Regions from separate parts of the Mus musculus genome. Here region 1 is linked to region 2. The links are chromatin contacts, called in public promoter capture Hi-C maps. All regions are on one chromosome and are shown on one strand. Each heading gives the region's core, a stretch centred on a gene start, on an enhancer-like site or on the middle of the called end of the contact. The rest is flanking DNA. Distances are from core to core; before and after follow the strand shown. Region 1 holds the start of Parl (presenilin associated, rhomboid-like). Region 2 holds the start of Trmt2a (TRM2 tRNA methyltransferase 2A).

Evidence for each region. Promoter capture Hi-C pulls out the DNA fragments that hold promoters and counts their contacts.
Region 1: a promoter capture Hi-C map of second pharyngeal arch cranial neural crest shows a contact between it and region 2. The contact joins the promoter of Parl here to the promoter of Trmt2a in region 2. A contact is called at or near these places in 7 of 39 promoter capture datasets (the C10 cell line, cranial neural crest, frontonasal cranial neural crest and 4 more) and 1 of 115 datasets of contacts at active chromatin or transcription factors (astrocytes).

The regions. Positions count from the first base shown.
Region 1 is chr16:20,300,247-20,306,130 of GRCm38.p6, forward strand. Parl (presenilin associated, rhomboid-like) reads right to left here and starts at 2,116. Exons shown (of 10, transcript NM_001005767.4): 1 at 1,963-2,116. The coding sequence starts at 2,081.
Region 2 is chr16:18,246,208-18,252,123 of GRCm38.p6, forward strand. Trmt2a (TRM2 tRNA methyltransferase 2A) reads left to right here and starts at 2,676. Exons shown (of 12, transcript NM_001080999.2): 1 at 2,676-3,044; 2 at 3,279-3,826; 3 at 4,247-4,355; 4 at 4,613-4,794; 5 at 4,949-5,063; 6 at 5,152-5,267; 7 at 5,342-5,453. The coding sequence starts at 3,024. It overlaps Ranbp1 (RAN binding protein 1), which reads right to left and starts at 2,487. Exons shown (of 6, transcript NM_011239.2): 1 at 2,341-2,487; 2 at 1,082-1,218. The coding sequence starts at 2,355.

The DNA of each region.
Region 1 (5,884 bases), core at 866-3,365, 2.1 Mb after region 2:
GTTTGTGCACTACATGTGTGCCTGGTGCTAGCAGAGGCCTAAAGAGGCCTTTAGCCCCTGGAACTGGGTTCCAGACAGTTGTAAGCAACCATGTGGAAACTGGGCATCAAACCCAGGTCCCCTGTAAGAGCAGAGAATCTTGAGTGCTGAGCTAAGAGCTCACGAAGCCCAGGAAGAGTTTAAAGTAGCCAAAGTAGGTCTAATAAATAAAGTGATCAGTTCCCACTGAACTAAACCAAATGATCATCATCAGAATGCATTCATTATACAGAACTAAACTTGTAACCCAGTACTATTGATTTCTCTTGCTAGACAAGAATCCTGAAGGACAGGAGTGCAGCAACCTAAACTTAACCATATCATAAAATCTTATAACTCCTGTAAAGGGAGAACCGTGTGTGGGCTGGCAGGTGCCTGAGGACCTTGTGTTTGTATCACCTTTGCCTTTGTATCACCACATAAAGTGTTTATAAAATGCAAACGTTGGGACCTCTTTAGAGCCACAAGGCCTGGCTCATTCTTCATGCTAATTTAGAACCACAGTGGCTCAAAACAGACTAGTGATTACAAAGCGAGCAACTCCCATTCCCTATTAAGTTCATACATGTGGAGACAAGAGCAAAGCCACTTCAGGTTCACCCACATTCTCATCTAATGCATTCTCCCATAACCACAAGATTAAGAATGTCAGTTTCCAAGTTTCCATATAAATTTTAATACCACATGTACTGAGGGGAGGGTTAGACAGGACCTCAAGTAATCCATGGTGGCCTGACAGTCTGGCTCCTACTCCTAATCCACCTCCCAAGTGCCGGGATTACTAGCCTGAGCCACCATGATAGGTAGGCTAAACTCTTTTGACAAGTTTTGTGGTGTTACTAGAGACAAGCACCCTACCAATGAGGTTCCTCAGAGATGAAGTGTCCACTTCTTTTGCTGCCTTTTCCCGAAACTATCACAGCAAATCAACAGGATCACAGAAATCTTGTTACCTCCAAGGCACCTCCCCAGTTCCACCTGTTTAAGACTTTTTTCTTCCTTTCTTTTTTCCAGTCTTCTGCTGCCCAGCCTAGCCTTGAACGCCTAACCCTGCTTACAAGCAAGTCTGACCACACCAAGCTGTTTAAAAGCAATGCCTGATTTTAAACGTTAGCCAGTAAGCTACACCATATGCAACTTTTCCACAGATGTTAATAAGCTTCACTTGAGGAGCAGGTTCTTCCGCTTTCGCCACTTTCCAAGATTCTGATTTTGGGTGGCACCTGGGAAATGAATCTACATATAGTCCAGGTGCTGTTTATTTATTTATAATTCAGCCTTTCCCAGCTTGGCTCCAACTCGCCATCCTCCTGATTCAGACTACTGAGAGTTGAGATTACAGACCTGTGCCCACCTCGGGTGAATTTTAAGATCAGGTGGTGCCTTCGCCAGGCTCAATCTCATCTCTGGCTAGCTCACACGTTTATAAAGACCTCAGGCCCCTTGGTGTGTATGGTACCATCAATTAGGTAGAAGTTGCAAAGTTGACATCTTCGGACTAAGTTTCAACGTCAGTATTAATTCAACTGCTATGGAATTTCTCTTCTATTACACTTCATGTAAGATCCGGCCGGCCGGAAAGGCCACGTGCTTCCTACAGCAGTACAGCCCTTTCAAGAATATGAGCCGGACATGCAATTAACGCTCAGAAGTTCCCCTTTCCATCACATCCCTCGGAACTACTAGGAAAGACCGCGGGTCCGGAGAACCGGGCCGGGCTCGGCCAGACACCTCTCGCGGCTCGGCACCCAGAAGCCAGTAGGGAAAGGAGGACCAAGGAAAAGCTAGGCAGGGAGGAGTCAGCTTTAGCAAAGACCTCGTAAACAATGGAAAGCGGGAGCCCCACACGGCTACCTATCCCCCGAGGATGCGCGCAACCCCAGCTCATGGGAAGCCGGGGGAGCTGGAAGCGGCGGCCATTACCTGCGTCCAAGCAGCCGCGGGGCCTGGGTCGCAGAGAGCTCCCGGTAGCCGCCACCCAAGGGAGGCGCCCACGCCGGACCGCAGCGCCAGCCTCGCTGTACCCAACCTTGCAACGCCATCTTCCCAACCTCTGCCCCACCATGGCCCGACCTCTCTAACCCCGGCCTAGAAATCACTTCCGGGGCGAAGAAAAAAAAAAAAAAAAAAAAGCCACACAGCGCGGAGGAGTGGTCTAGAGCGCCACCTGGAGGCCGTTCAGTTCCGGTCTTCCTCTTCTCAGACCAGCGCCACCTTGGAAGTTTCTGGTGAGAGTGACTGGGGAAAACTTGAGGCTTTGAGTAACGCTGTGTTATCAGACACCCTCAGGTTATCACATTTAACCACAAGACACCGTTTCACTGTGCTTTATAGTCTCAGAAAAGGGAAATGGCCCTGTACAGTGGCAACCTTAACTCGCCAGGCTTGGACATCTGTCTGATTGTGAAAAGCAGAAAACGATTTATTAAATGGGACCACACTGAGAGGATGAAATTCAATGACTCCCCACGTTCATCTTCCAGGTCTAACATAAAGATAAGGTTTAAATGGAAGGCAAGAAGTGTGCAGTATAAGGAAATTGTGTCCCCTCACCAATCACCCTTCACCCGTCACCCCCGACCCCTGATCCAGCCTCCTTCTCCAAGCCTGCCCCCTTGACAAGTTGCAAATCCTTCTGTAGTTACTGGCTGCCCCCAGAAACTCAGGCTTTTTCCTTCCAGCATGAGATTTCTGGGGTGGTTCCATTACTGAAGTTTGATAGCCAAAGACAGAGCCCCAAGTGTTTCAGTTGAAGAAGCAAGGGAAGGGAGAGGGTCTCCTACACCTGAGTCTGGTTGATCTCTAGACAACTGAGAGTCAAGTATCCCAGCACAATTAACATTTGCTTTGAGAACAATGTTCCCTTTCTACAGGAATGTTTCAAATAAGAATGTTACAGTAGCAGGGAATCATGTGTAATGCCTAAGCATGGCATGTTTCCTTTCCTAACTATAAATCCGCAATTTTCTAGAACTCACAACAAACCTCACTTATAGTAAAAGAGACTTTTTAACTCCCTCTGCAATTTTATGGCCCTTGGTTTATATTATTAGATTGGAGTCTATCAGAAGCACCTCCAGGACTACTCTGTCATCTCATTTATTTCAAGAGGGAAAAGGAGAATGGGTGGGGGTGGGGGTCCCTTAGAAACTCTTCTGTTACTGGTGGTAAAGGTCTGGGCTGAGTGTTTCCAGGCTTCGAGAATGAAGAACATGGGGAGCGACCCTTATTCAGAAAGAGTCAGAACACACTGCATAACTGTGGGTAGCAGCACCAGTGGAGATGCTTAAGGGACCCCAGTCATTGTTTGTAGCTTCTAGATATGGGATGCAGAGGAGTTTGGTTGTTAAGGGATACCCACTTTGTGTGACTCTATGTTTTCATTCACAGATTAAATACACAATTGTTTCTTATTGTCCATGTTTTCAAAGTCAGTGTAGGCCAAATGGGCCAACATAAAGATGGATGGACTGAGCCAACTGAAACCAGAACCAGTGTGGGCCAGCCTGTGTCCGTCATATATATCTCCACCCCTCTTCTCACTCCCCAGACATCACAGGCTGGCCGCCTGACTCTCAGGGTCTGTGCAGAGTCTGCAGAATTTGGCTTGTTTTAGGCTATTTGCTGCATTGCTTTACCTCCCTCCCTCCACTCTACCTTTAGCCACGACTTCACTACCCACCTTGTCCCTGTTGCCCTCCTATTTAATTTCCCTCCTTTAGTTTTTCTCTATCAACCTAGTCCAGCCACTTGCTTTCTTTTTTTTTTTTTCTTCTCATTCATGACGTGCTACCAGTGTTTTGTGGTTTTTTTTCTTTTAGGTTTGGGGGTTTGTTTGTTTGTTTGTTTCTTGAGACAAGGTTTTGCTTGTGTAGCCCAGGCTGACCTAGAACTCACTCTATAGAGCAGGCTGGCCTTCATCTCACAGAGAACCACCTGCATCTGCCTCCCAAGTGCTGGGAGTAAAGGCTTTTTTTCTTAGTTAAGGGTTGTTTTGTTTTGTTTTGTTTCTAATGGAGGCTGGAGGAACAACTGGTGGATTAAGAAGATTTCATTTCCAGAAGCCCCCAGTTTAATTCCCAACACTCATGTTAGGTAACTCACAACTTCCTGAAATTCTAGCTCCAAATGATTCATGCCCTCTTCTGGTTCCTGAACACACACACACACACACACACACACACCAAACCAGGCATGGTAGTGCATGTTTTTAATTCCAATACTTGAGAAATAGAGGCAAACAGATCTCTGAAACTTTGAAGCTAGATAGTCTATATAATAAGACTGTCACAATAAACAAACAAACAAACAAACCACCACAAAATAGCAGCTCAAAACGTTATAGAAACCCACTATTTTGGAAACTAATTAAAAAATATAATTTAAAAAATATCTTGAACACAGGTACCCCCAAAAGACATAAGGTATTAAGTGAACATCCCAGTGCTGTGTGTGTTTGCATCCTTTGAGTTATTGGGTAGGAGCCCTGCACCACAAACAGTATAGCCTATTGCCATTGTTCTTGGTTTCCCACCATAACTATATAGTAAGATTCTATGATGAAGACAGATTTTGGTTGCAGGACAGAAAAATCAAGCTGGAAGTGACCTGGGGACTTCTTTCCTGCTGGCTGTCTTTCATATGCCAGCAAATGCAATTCAGGCCACTGGGGGAGGAAGGTCATCTAAACTGTTACTCAGGATGAGTACTGGGCCGATAGTGATAGGGAGTTTATGAGGAAAGCCAATGACTTCCACATCAGATTTGAGGCCTGCTCTATTGGAGGAAATACATGCCTTGTACCACAAAGATGATCTAATGCCATGGCTGCAAGGTCATCGGCCCTGATGGGAACCTACTTCTGCCATCTTGCTAAATAGACAAGTTATCTAAATGGACATGCCTTCTAAATATTAAATTGCTAGCCACAGATTGGTACGGCCCTCAGCCTCGGCCAGAGAAGCTTGTTACTGCAGTGGACAGTCAAAGCCCTGAGCATAGTGACTGCTGGGTGCTTGGACAGCTTCGTCTGCCACCCAGAGCCCAGAGAACACTGTACAAGGCGGGAACGGGAGGAATACAGGAGACAGAGATGGAGAGGTATGCTCATAAATGCCGCCTCCTGAGCATGTCATGGATGGTACAGTCATGGATTCACCTTGTTGTGCCAGGGAAATGTTAGTGATCCCCCCCAAAACAGACAGGAGCCAATCTGATGCAACTCACAGCAGGGTCTTTATTTTTTTCGAGCTAGCTTGCTCCCCACCCCCCATCCCCAACGCACTGCTGTCACACAGGATGGTTTTGGTGGTGGGGAGCCCCAAATGTCTATGGGGCAAGGCTTTGCAGTAAACAGCAAACAGGAATATGTGTGCAAGCATCTAACTGGAAAGCTGCTGTGCCCTTTAACATAATTGGCTGGTGCTGGGAGTCACATCATAAACTTAACTTCTGCTCCCCTCTGCATTGGTGGTTGTTAGGCAAGGGATGGGCTTGTAACCTGGGAGGTGCAGGTTTGTTGAGGGAATAAACTGGAGACACTGGTCTTGTTGGGGGTGTAATCTGAAAACTCTGCTTGTGTTGGGGATTAGCCTAGAGACTAGAGCTAGGCTCAGGTTCTGTTGGCGGGCAACTTGGAAACTAATGCTAGGCCTAATACCAGCCTGTTAGTCTACCTGAATTCAAACTTAGGTCAGGTTCTCTAAAATGAAGTCTGAGTTTAAAAGATGTGGCATCTCAACCTCAGCTATGATTACTGCCACAGATTATATCCACAACATTGGCCAACATTCCAACAGGCAGCACAGTGGGTTACAAAAACAAAACAAGCCATGGAAAAAGGGAG
Region 2 (5,916 bases), core at 1,426-3,925:
TCCCTTCAGAGCAGAGAACCTCTAACAAACATCTTAGGCATAACTGAAAATTTGACATTAGCAAATTCTCTTGATTTTACATGAGAATGAGGTCCATACCACTGCTAGCACTACACTCTCAGATCTCATACTTTCTAACCTGAAAAACCATGAGCTGGAAGCTGAAGAATTGGCTCTGCAGTTAAGAGCACTGGCTGTTCTTCCAGAGGTCCAAATGGATACTCACAACTTGTTACTTTAGTCCCAAGGGATTCACTACCTTCTTCTGGCTTCCTTTAGTACATTGTGTAGATAGACATCAATGTAGGTAAAATGCCCATACACACATAACAATTAACAAGGGCTAAACAAACCTCAATCTTTGAGGATACAGTTAAGGCAACAGACAGCAAAGCAAAAACAAAGAAAAGCAAAGACTCTGCTCAACAAAGAAAGGGAGCCCCCACCCAGCAAAAAAAGTCTCACCATGTAGTCCTGGAACTTGGTTATATAGACCAGATTGATCTACAATCCACAGAAATCTACCTGCTTCTGCCTCCCAAGTGCTGAGACTAAAAGTGTGAGCCCCCACAGCCTGCTGGAGACACCCAGATGACACAGAACAGTGATGGGAACAACCTTCACATGACTGGCCACAAGGCAGCAGGATAACCTGGCAACATTTTTGGCTGAGAAATGGTTGAATTTTCATTGTAAGACTAGTCACCATACATCTCCAAGCACTTTCTTAAAACAGCCTTTATCAAGCTGGGTCCAAGCCATGAAATTCACAGAAATCAGTGTGCCCAGCCACCCTAGAATTCTTCTGTGCAGTTCCAGATAGAAATCACAAAGAGGCTATGCCAGAACATATCACTAAGGCTTATACCTGAAAGAGAAACAATACAAGGGACAGAATTCCTAGCTTGGCTGGCTCCTCTAGAAATTGAAGAGGTAAACATAAGTGGTCCAACTATGGTTGCTGGGTACTGCAAAATGTGAAAGAAATAGCCTGCAGAGACCTGCTTCCTGTCCACTCTTTTTTCTCTCTGTCTCAGTCAGCCTATCTAAAGATACTTCCAGGACCCCTTAACAGACTTACATCTTAAAAAGTTCCTCTTCATCTTCCTCCAGCGTTTTAATTTCTTGCTCGGGAAGAGAAACTATTGGCTCGAACTGGGGGTCGTGGTTGGACTCATCTGCATTCTCTGTGGAAGTATCATGGTCCTCGTGACTGTCCTGTGTAGAGAAGGTAGAGTGATGTTGCTGGCTGGTGGACTCGGTCCACAATGGGCATCATCAATCACAAATGGCATCTGGAAAATGCCTCCCCAAATTGGAAATTAAGCCTTTGGTTTTATCTTTCACATCATCTGATTGTATTTACAACCAGCATCACAAAAAAAAAAAAAAAAATCACAGGATATCATGAAACAAGACTGTGTATTTTGACACTCCTACACACTCAAACATCAATGGGTTACACACACCCAAGTCCTTGGCAAAGTAGCTTGGGAGAAACTTCCTCTTCTGTTAAAAAAAAAAATACCCACCATGAAAAAGAACATGATATACTCAAAAGGAAGAGCAGCCGTAACAGTTTTTACTGAGGGTTATCCAAGCACTTGTTAGTTTACAATCCCTCCAGCAATAATACCCAAGCTTGAAATTTTAAGCCGAAAGAAGCTAGGAAAAGTATGACAAATAAGCTCTAAGATTCTGACTCAACTTGGAGAATTACAAGGACATGCATGTTTAAATCTGACAAGATCACGTGCTTTGATAATATAGAGAAATCCCAGACTCACTACCTAACTCAACAGGATAAAGAAACAGAAACCTTTCGTTCGGTTTCTCAGCACTGCGGCTAAGCTGCGGCCGACACACGAGCCACCAACAAAGCCGCCCCCGCCCAGAGTCCGCGCGTCTAATATCTGTACCCTGCGCTGGGACGCGAGCTTTCCCCACCGAAGGCGCAATGTCCTAATGAATGAAGGGGTCTGCGTGCAACTGGAAGGAGGATTGCCGCCCCTAATGGGAAGATCACAAGTGGGCCACGACGGAGGAGATCGGCCACCTCCAGGTCCCCAGGTGAAGCCGGGAGCCCAGTTTGGGCATGGCTGTTCATCCGCAGACCACAAGGTCACGCGCCGCCCTGTAGACCCCGAGATCGGAGTCTTGGCCAGCAGCTCCCACTCGCGGACCCCCAAAGACCTCGAGCACCCCAGGCCCAGGCGCCTCGACAGGCCCCGAACCCGCAAGCCAGCGAGGGTTGGAGGCCGAGGCGCGGGCCGCCCACGTGGCCGCCCATAGCGGCCCTTGCCTCTCCGGCTGCCCTGCCCCACCCGGGCCTCGCTGTACCTTGGCGGCCGCCATGGGGGCGCGGCGACGGTGGCTCGACTAGCTCAGGCGTCGCTGGCTCGGCGGCCTCTGGGCGGCTAGTCGCAGCTCCTTTCCTCCGCGTCTGGCGCCGGCGCTCCCGCCCGTCCGCTCTTCCCTCCGCCCCCCGACCCGAACCCTGACCCCTGACCCCAGCGGCGGGAAACGCGCAGTGATTCAAAACCAGTGTAGCTTTATTGGCTCCGACAGCGGACATTCATTGTCCGGCCCGCCCCGCGCTTCCCGCCAAAACGCCCGCGGCGCATGCCCGGCCGCGCCTCAGCCCGGGGAGCGCGCTCTCCCGGCGACCCACGCGCGCACTTCCGCCTGCAGGCTGAGTGCCTCCGACGCTGGCGTGAGCGGCTGCTGGAAGGATCAGTCGGGACTCGGCGCGCGGCGGTGACGTCATCGGAACCAAGCCCTTAGAGAGAGGAGACGCAGCTAGTGTGCGCTGGCCAGCCGAAGGCAGGCGCAGCGTGTGGCCCTTGGGGACAGTGCATCCGCAAACCTCAGTCCCAGCTCTGAGCACCCGAGTTTTGAGTCCCTGTGTGGAGCTGCGGTCTACCTTCACGGCGGCGTACCTCGTATCTGCGCCCTTGTTGGGTGGGAGGCCGAGCCGGTGGTCCTCGTGAGCACCCTGGTCCGGGCAACAGACGAGCCAGGAGATGAGTGAGCCGGCCGCGGAAGTAAAGCAAAGGGAGACGTGCAGGAGATGTGGACGGGGTGGGCGGAGGTGGGTTGGGGCAGCAGTCATTACTGTCGGATCAAAGATAGGATGGGGGAGAATTGGGTCTCGAGAGTAAAAGAACGGGTTTCTCCAGGGCTTCGTGGAGTGTGCACTAATGGAGATCTGTCAGCGGTTTGGGGGAGCGAGTCATACCAATTAGAGCCTTCAGCCAGGCCCGTCTGTTCCCACGTAGGTTCCGGAGCCCATGGAGGACTGCGGCCAGGATGCCAGTGCTGTACCCAGCTCTGCGGCCCCACTATGTCAAAAAGAGGAAGCAGGGCCTGGGCCAGCTGCAGGGCCTGGAACGCAGCCTGGGCTCTACAGCTACATAAGGGATGACTTGTTCACATCAGAAATCTTTAAACTGGAGCTCCAAAATGTACCTCGCCACGCCAGCTTCAGTGACGTCCGGCGTTTTCTAGGCCGTTTTGGTCTACAGTCCCACAAAATCAAACTCTTTGGACAGCCACCATGTGCCTTTGTAACATTCCGAAGCGCTGCTGAACGAGACAAGGCCTTGCGAGTGCTGCACGGTGCTCTCTGGAAAGGCTGTCCGCTCAGCGTACGCCTGGCCCGACCCAAGGCTGACCCCATGGCTAGGAAGAGGCGGCAAGAAGGTGATAGTGAGCCATCAGTAACACAAATTGCCGATGTGGTGACCCCTCTGTGGACAGTGCCCTACACTGAGCAGCTGGAGCAGAAGCGACTGGAATGTGAGCGGGTGCTACAGAAACTGGCCAAGTGAGTGTGGTGCTGACATCCCAAGCAGAGCTGGGTTTTGCTCTTGGCCTGGTCCATTAGCCATGTAAGCAATTCAAGATACACACAGAGTTTATGTCAATGGTTCTGTACCATTGGTGGGAACCAGTGGGTCACCAGACTTTCAGAGGGGTTGCCTAAGACCATCAGAAAACACATTTACATCATGATTCACAACATTAGCAGATTACAACTACAAAATTAAAAAATGTTATGGTCGGGGATCACAACATGATTACAGGATCACAGGCACCATTAGGAAGGTTGAGAACCACCAGTCTGAAGTGGTCAACGAAAGAACTCATAAGGCCCACAACAGAGGGATAGTGAGGTCGCAAATGAATTGCCCAGTATGGATGGGGAACAGTGTTAAATCCAACCATGATGTATTTCATCCTGCAGAGAAATTGGGAACACTAATCGTGCCCTGCTACCCTGGCTGCTTTTACAGAGACAACAGCACAATAAAGCTTGTTGCCCCCTGGAGGGGGTCAAGCCATCACCCCAGCAGGTCAGAGAAATCCCATTCTGTGTGTATGGGGATGGGGGGGCTTGGGAGGCTGGCCCTTGTTCATGTCAATTTTATTATGCATATGCTCTTTGATATTTTTCTTGCTTTTCATTTCTTCCCAATGTTTGATAAGCCAGCAGTAAAATCTTGTTCTGTTACCCCTTGGGCAAATCTGGGTCTTTTGTTCACTATGGTATTTCTTCTTCCAGTGCTGGGTAATCAAGGTTGAGATCTGACTCTTTACTACACTCCTACAGACTGAATATCGTAATAAATGTGAATTCCTGGTCGGAGTTGGGGTAGACGGCAAGGACAACACAGTTGGCTGCCGGCTTGGCAAGTACAAGGGTGGAACATGTGCTGTGGCAGCTCCCTTTGACACTGTGCACATTCCAGAGGCCACTAAGCAGGTGGTGAAGGCCTTCCAGGAATTCATCCGGTGGGGACCTTGCCTGGGGCTGGGCTTCTGGGAAGTCCCTGATCCATCTGGGACAAGGGGGGTGGCCCCTGCACTGGCAGTTGTGGATGTGGGGTAAGGGGACAAGGTACCAGGACAGATGGGCACACACTGAGTATATTTGTGGTTTCTTCAGTTCCACACCATACTCGGCATATGACCCTGAGACATATACAGGCCACTGGAAGCAACTGACTGTTCGTACCAGCAGCCGAGGCCAGGCCATGGCCATTGCCTACTTCCATCCCCAGGTCTCAGGTGGTGGTCCTGTTGGGGGATGTGTCTGGTATAGGTTGGCTTTTGCATAGCCTGATGGGAGTTTTATATCATCTACTACAGAAACTGAGCTCTGAGGAGGTGGCAGGACTAAAGGCCTCCCTGGTGTGCCACTTCATGGAGGGGCCAGGCAAGGCCAGTGGGGTGACCTCCCTCTACTTTGTGGAGGAGGGACAGAGGTGAGGAGCCCAGGTGGAGGCAGGAGGGGCCAGACAGACCAGTGACCCTGACAGATTTGTTTTCTCTTGTATAGAAAGACTCCCAGCCAGGAAGGCCTGCCCCTGGAGCATATGGCTGGCGACCAGTGCATTCAGGAAGACCTGCTAGGGCTGACCTTCCGCATCTCCCCTCATGCATTCTTCCAGGTAGCATACCCCTTGTGAGCATAAACACAGAGGGAGGGAAGCCAGTAACTAGCATCAAAGATTTATAGAACACACTCAGGTACTGGGGGCCCCAGAATAAGGTATATGATAACAAGGGATATTTGCTAGTGATTGGCCTCTTTGCAGTTAGCCAGTGAAATGCACAGCCTTATTGCACTCTGTGGAACCCAGAACAGGATCAATCACTTTCACTGTTGAAAAAACCCTATGGAGATAGAGGGTGGAGAGAGTCCAAGGTCTCTAGCATGAGGCATGCAATCACTCTGAGTTGCCCTGGGAGAAGTTGTGAAGTCAGGGAGCAAAACTCCCCATTGATGGGAGTCTGTTGTAAGGACTTGGTTTTTAAGAGACTGGGTGAGATCACTGGTATATAGAAAGAATGGGAGCAGAGCAATGTGGGACTCTAGCCTACACTGCAGTATTCCATGGGTAACTAATCTCC